Regions from separate parts of the Mus musculus genome. Here region 1 is linked to region 2. Evidence: chromatin contacts called from public Hi-C data. All regions are on one chromosome and are shown on one strand. The core of a region is the stretch at or near the end of the contact, and the rest is flanking DNA. Distances in the headings are between cores, read along the strand shown.

The links. Hi-C and Micro-C count contacts between places; a contact is called where the count stands out from the background.
Region 1: a Hi-C map of uterus shows a contact between it and region 2, with 2.3 times the contacts expected there. The contact joins the enhancer-like site here to the promoter of Lrrc17 in region 2. A contact is called at or near these places in 12 of 39 promoter capture datasets (the 3T3-L1 cell line, 3T3-L1-derived adipocytes, the C10 cell line and 8 more), 8 of 484 Hi-C or Micro-C datasets (the 3T3-L1 cell line, muscle stem cells, myocytes and 1 more), 2 of 115 datasets of contacts at active chromatin or transcription factors (fibro-adipogenic progenitors and pancreatic cancer cells) and 4 of 9 other capture datasets (adipose tissue, liver, macrophages and 1 more).

Annotation. Positions count from the first base shown.
Region 1 is chr5:21,439,286-21,442,437 of GRCm38.p6, reverse strand. The region is part of intron 4 of Fam185a (family with sequence similarity 185, member A); the gene reads right to left. Among named protein-coding and RNA genes, the nearest start is that of Fam185a, 16 kb to the right of the region's middle. Within about 2 kb of position 1,372, at least 53 of the 459 cell types and tissues checked have an H3K27ac peak or open chromatin away from gene starts, as enhancers often do. A contact at or near this core is called in pancreatic islet and uterus, where this site is marked.
Region 2 is chr5:21,542,243-21,545,720 of GRCm38.p6, reverse strand. Lrrc17 (leucine rich repeat containing 17) reads right to left here and starts at 2,194. Exons shown (of 4, transcript NM_028977.1): 1 at 2,002-2,194. Fbxl13 (F-box and leucine-rich repeat protein 13) reads left to right here. Exons shown (of 21, transcript NM_001199632.1): 12 at 1,932-2,061.

The sequences.
Region 1 (3,152 bases), core at 123-2,622, 100 kb after region 2:
TGTGTCCAGAAGCCATCTTGATGTCTGTGATTGCAGCTGCATCAGTGGGCCTTATCTGGGTCTGTGGCCCTACAGCAACTGGGAGCCCTGTTAGTGGTCTGTGTTGACATTAGAAACTATGGGACCATGCTCCTATGATCCATAAAGCGTAAATAAGCTACTTTTGCAGTGATATAGATGACTGCAGATACAGTTGAGAAAAAGGGACATGGAAGACTTCTGTGACAACCCCTCCCTTCCTCCCCAAATAGCAACAGCCTAGACAGGAAGCTGTCATAGAGAACTCTTAAGAACTGTGATAGGACGCTGGAGCATTGCCCTCCATGAGAGATGACTTCCAGCAGGGACTGGAAGGACTCAGCTTTATTTAGAGAGTAGGCCCCTGAGAGTTTGACCATGCCCCAGTGAGAATACAGAGAACATAAACTGATCTTTATTTTTTTGCTGTGGGGGAGGTCATTAGAGTGAGGGGCAGGAAAGGACTGGGAAGTCCTTGGTAGGGGTGTATGATGTTAAATCCTCAATCAAAGAATTAATAAAAATATTATGTTGGAAAAAAAAGTTTAGGATATTAAGCTTAAATATAGTCAATATTTTTATGGTGTGTGTTATACAACCATCTGCTGAGAGGGTGAGAACAAGGAATTCACTGAAATATATGTTCAGGGTCTTACTAGGATGACCCTTACTGCCCCTCCATCCATCCCACCTTGATACTTTAAGCTTCAACAGCACGTTCCTAAAAGCTCTTGGAACAAGGATGGAGGCCAGGTAATCACAGGAGAGGGAGCAAGCGATGTTGGTTTACCTAAGTGATTTAAAATAGTCAAAGCACTGGGTGTACACAATGAGTTAGAGTCTCTTTCTAATCTCTTTCCCTGTACTGGAAAACAAACAGAGCTAAGGACCAAGGGATGGAGGGAGAAACTGGCTGAATAACATGGAAGTAACTGAATAAAATTCCCCTCCTATTCCTGCTTACTCATGCACCAACGCTATAAAAGGAGTTGTGAGATAGTTGCTTTGACACAGAGTGACAATGGACAGCACCAGCAGATAGGTGGGAGGGGACTGAGGAAGTGAAACAGAAGTCCTTCCACTCAACTGTGCATTCTTTAAAGACGGCTACCATTTCCTGCACAACTCTGCACTCCTGGCTCCTAGATACCTGGCACACGGTAGCCAGTCAATAAGTGCATTCAATGAATACATTTAACCGTAGCAGAGGCTATGATTCATCATGTAGAGCCTCCTTTATACCTGAAGGGCTTTTGTTCATAGATGCGGAGAGAACTGCTGGCACACAGCCCTTTGAGGACAGCCCTCTTCGGAAACTGCTTCAACTGAACACAGCCGTCTTGGCCCAAGATCACACTCCTTCCTGGAGCAGCTGGGATCTAATGACCTGGGATATAAAACTCCAGTTTCCCTCACTATAACTTGAGGCAACTCTGAGGAACCTCGCCAGCTTCAGAGCTGTACTTGGGACTGCTGAAAGTCTATCATAGTCTGCCTTCTCCATGGAGATGGGGCTTCTTGCCCTGACATGGCATGGGGCCCAAGAAGTCTCTCCAGTAAACACTGCATTCTTATTTCCATCTCAGTGTTCTCTCAGGGAAACCCTACCTACGGCAACAGTGCATAAGAGACTTATTTAAACCGTGTAAGGAAGTATACTTGACTTCATATTAAAGCCAATAAATGTTCAAAGACTGTAGAAAACAAAACTCTTATAACTAGCAATATTTATTTCAGCTACATTAATCATTAGATCTAGAAATGTGTTCAATTAGTGGTAAATTTCCCCAAATTCCATTCTACCTGTCTAAAATGAAAGAAATAAAATATTTAAAAAGCATTAATGTATTGAATATGAACATGGCGTAAAGCAGAATAGAAAACAGTTGTTTTTCCTGCAGTGTTGGTCAATCAATATCTATCTTGGTAGGGAACTGTTTTACACCAAAACTTACTTGTATATTATTTATAATACTAATATGTCTTTTCTACCAAATGCAATATAAGCTATATCAGACCAGAATAAATAAATAAGTAAATAAATGCAGGTTTAATTGGCACAACTCCCCAGTTGATTACAGTCCCCAAGAACAGGGCTGAGGAAAGGCAGGGAAGTTTTCTAGTTCTCAGGTGAGGTGTGATGACGTGTGAGCCAGGAGCATGGTCAGAAGCTAGGCAGCTGGGAGGGCATTTGGGTAGGTGGTCATGTCAGAAGGCACGTTGCACTGGCTGCCAGGAGTGCCTTTTGGACACTTTCTTTAGAGTTATTTCAGTGCGGACTGGGTTGGGAGAAGGAGGGCAGATGGCTTTTCCCAGCTTGTGCTTGAGCAGGGGTGAGCGGTGGGCTCCAACCAAACAAATGCCTTAATTATGATCCCATAGAAGTGTAATGCTTATTAAAAGTCATTTAAAACATGAAATTACAAATTATTACTACTCACTACTGCAGTACTACTCATGTAGAGCTCTGCTCTACTTTAGGTTCAATACATGTTATCAATGTAGGGACTGTTGAGGCTCAGTCATTGAGTTGAGGTGCAAAGGTTATTCTAATTACCTACGTACACTGTTTTTTTTAAACAGAAGACTATTTGCTGATGTGTTACTTGCTAGCATGACTAGCAGTAACCACGTTCTAATACAACTTAATAAGTTGTGCTTACTTCTAAAACGTGGGAGTGCTGCCAAAATGTATAGACACTGATATCCAGCCTTACTAAGAAGTGAAATGAGCAGGCCATGCATGGAAAAATGTTCAAGCCCACACTTCCTGGAGAAGGCCCAGCAGACACTTAGCAGATGTGCACAGACTGTTCTGTTGTCAAGGATTAAGTGGCTCTTAATACTACCCCTATGTACTGCAGCGCATACGCCTGGACCTGAATCCTCAGCTCTGTGGAAATATAAAATAGCAGAATAACACCGACCACCAGATTATCTCAACATTGTGTGTTCTCACTTTCTTTTTCCACAATGCAAACATTAAGTAAGTAATGTTGCTTTCTGTGGATATATGCTGTGGAAATCACAACAGAACACTCAAAGGCAACTGAAATGGCACATTGCTAAGAGGACCTGTGCCAGGAGAAATACACATTAATGCAGTGTACCCAAAATCAGTATCATAGAGTCTC
Region 2 (3,478 bases), core at 945-3,444:
GCATTAAACTCTCTAAGTCTGCTGTGCCTCTGCTGTTTTCAATGATCGAAAATCACCTTCCTGATAGTTCTATTAGATCTGAATACTCATTTAATTTTTCACATTTCTCAAAGGCAAGAGCAGATGGGATCAAATCCATGACAGATAAGAAAACTGAAGGTCAGAAAAGCCTTAAGCTCCAGAGTTTGCTAAGGGCTTGTCAAAAGGGGAACTCCTAAACAAAAGACTATTGTCTTCACTTGGCAGCCAGGAAAGCAATCCTCACTGGGATAGGGAAGTTATAGTAAAAGCATTAAGACTCTGATTATAACTCAGTTTGGTCAGAGTCCAAATTCTTGTGTATTTTTCATGGTGTGTACTGTCTGTCTCACCACCCTCTATCTCTACATTAAAGCAATGTTATGAGAAATGGCACCCCAAGCTCAGAGAGAGAGAGAGAGAGAGGAGAGAGAAAAGAGAGAGAGAGAAGAAGAAGGAGAAGGAGAAAGAGGAGAAAGAGAAGGAGAAGGAGAAGGAGAAGGAGAAGGAGAAGAAGAAGAAGAAGAAGAAGAAGAAGAAGAAGAGAGAGAGAGAGAGAGAGAGAGAGAAAGAGAGAGAAAGCATTCTCAGTCCACTGGGGGGCTGAGGAGAGGGGTGTGTCTTTGGATGTTAGCGAGTTCTCTCTTTCCAGGTCCAGCCCACTGCCACTGTGGTCCAAAAGCTGCTTTGGCTCTTCTGTGGAATCTCATGCACACAGCTATTCCCAGAGGGGAACGTGTGTTCTCAATCAGTAACTCACCTCGGAATAGAGCCATTAAATCATATAGACTTGAGTTTTGATTTTAGGGCTAAATCTAACCTATGGGCAAGGGTTGCATATCTTATTTCACATTTATGTTAAGATAAACTTGCTTTGCAAGCATCAGGAGAGGTGGAGGGGCATTCTCTGCCTCCTTCTAGAGTACTCGATGGCCGCTAAGCTGTTGCAGACTCCAGACTAAGAGCGTATTGGTAGTTATTGCACAAGGAGGCAGCAAGAATCCTTACATTTTTAAAGAATGCCATGCTGAGGAGGGCTTAGAAGCTTGTCCACAGAGTGTCCTGAAAATGCCAGCCCTTACGTGGTGGAACAGACACATCCTAAACCAACCCATGCCCGCCCGGTCCCCTTTCTTCTGGAAGCTCTCATTTTGGTCATTGTGGTAATGGCATCTTTCCTGTTCCAACTCCAGTGAGATTGACAGCCTCCTGTGTAATTTTTATTTGTCTCAAGTGTTGCCCACTTAGCTACTCGATGTTCTTAGCCTATGTTTAACTCCTGAGTACATATCAGTCTGAACCGTTATTTTTAATTATCCTAAGGACATCATTACTCACAAAGCCATGCACGTTGAAATCTCTGGCTTTTAAATCATTTTTTTAATCAGACCCATTTTTTATTTGTCTCAAGTGTTGCCCACTTAGCTTGCTGCGTAAGGTTTTGTCTTCTTTCTGCCCTGATTCCTCACCATGATGGAACAGCTACTTTCCATAAAATGCTTATGAAATGTTTATCTTTCTCAACAGTTCATGTAGTAGTTTGGCAAAGGTAAGAGCTAAAAACTAGAGAGTAAACTCTAACTTGGGTTTCAGCAACAGACTTTCAAATAATATGCATGCAAGACTCCACCCACCCTCCAGCCAAGAAAAGTGTTACCCCATCAAGTTTCATGGAATCCTCCCAGATAGCCTTTCTTTCCCTTTGACATGCAGCCATGCATTATCTTCTCTATCACTGACACCCCCTTCACGTAACAGCAAGAGAGACTGCAGCTGTAAAACTGCCGAACATCTGCAAGCAGAGTGCACGATGAATACAGCTTTCGGTCTCTTTGTCATAGTGGCTCAAGAAAGACTTGAGAAAAGCTAAGTATTTGACTCTCCTTCCTCCCCTCTCTGCCCCATCGCCCCAGGTACTTCCACAACTTACAGAACCTCAGTCTGGCTTACTGCCGAAAGTTCACCGACAAAGGCTTACAGTACCTGAACTTGGGGAACGGATGCCACAAGCTCATCTATCTGGACCTTTCCGGCTGCACCCAGGTTTGCCTCCCAGTCTCAGTCTTCTCTGTCCTGCAGCAGGCGAGGACGTCCTCCCGAGAGCCAGCTGCATCCAGCCCTCATGTTGCACTAATGCTGTGCGTGGAGCACAGAACACTCTGCTGAGGTTTTAAATTACATGGCCACAGCTGCTTCAATTTTCTCCAGGATTGCTACTATAGGCGCCTGGCTTCTGTCCACAGGCGCGTCACATCAACAAACAGGCAGAGCTCATTGGATGATGAAACGGACCACTTCTGAGAACAGTTTGAGGGCAGAGTCCAAATCTCCAAAACTTTATAGAGCCACTAAGATACAAACAAATGGGGTGGGATACACAGGATTCCTGACAAGGCAGTTAGGTCCCCCGTGGGCTTTTCTCTGGGTAAAATGCTACAAGCAATAAATGTGAGAAATAGAAGTCCCACATAAAGGACCGTAAATGTTTAAAACTGCATTACATACATATCCTAAATATTACAAAGATGTGAGATTCGGGTGGGAAACTGTTTGAAGATGAAGGGACAGGGATTGGGGAAGTTGGGCAGGCAGTCATGTGAAATATATGGCATTCAGATGCACTCGCTACTTCTTCCACAGTTCCTTCTGCTATCTATAGTTTCCATAGACTTAAGCTATCCTTCCTGTGACCAATTTTCTCCCATTTCTTCGTGTCTCAATATTGATGTCTTCAGTAGTATACTATGTTCTTCATAATGCCACACAGGTGAGAGCTGGTTAAAATAAATGTCTAACCACAACCAGCTAGCTGTAGTTGCCAATGATTGAGCTGTTTTTGTGTTAGGTGAGACATCACTCTTTATACAGTGGATTCCTTGTGAGGGTTTTGTGCCCATTTACCAAAGTTCCAAGTGGTAGAATAAACCGGCCAGTTTTGCCTAGAAGCCTATGGTGTAGGTCACATGATAAGCACCTGGAGGCGGACACCACGGGGCAAGGAATTCTTATGCAGCTGCACTGTTCCCTGAACATGACTTCCTAGTGTTCTAGGTATGAGAGGTGAGAAGAGAAGACTTGTCTAAGGTTGAAATAAATGTACAGAATGGATACTTCCGTGAACTAGCGTGCAGACGTGCATTAGTACCAACCAGGACTTAAGTTGGAAGTACCCTTGTTTTCCTCATTGTGGCTGGATTTCTGATAGCTTTTTGACCTTGGCCATCTGATGTCTCTAAAGTACTTATTAAGAAAACCTGGGACTGTAGGAATTGTACATTCTTTCTCTGCTTTCCGTTGAGAGCAGCTGCTTTAAAAAGCTTTGTTATGGTTTTACAGCCTAGGAATGTCTTTCTCCCAGATCTGGGAGCTGTCCCTTTGACACAATCTCATCAAAGAGGATAGTGTCTCATCTGTGGGAGGGTAGAACACTACCTCAGATGAGACCCTAGGAAACACAGAC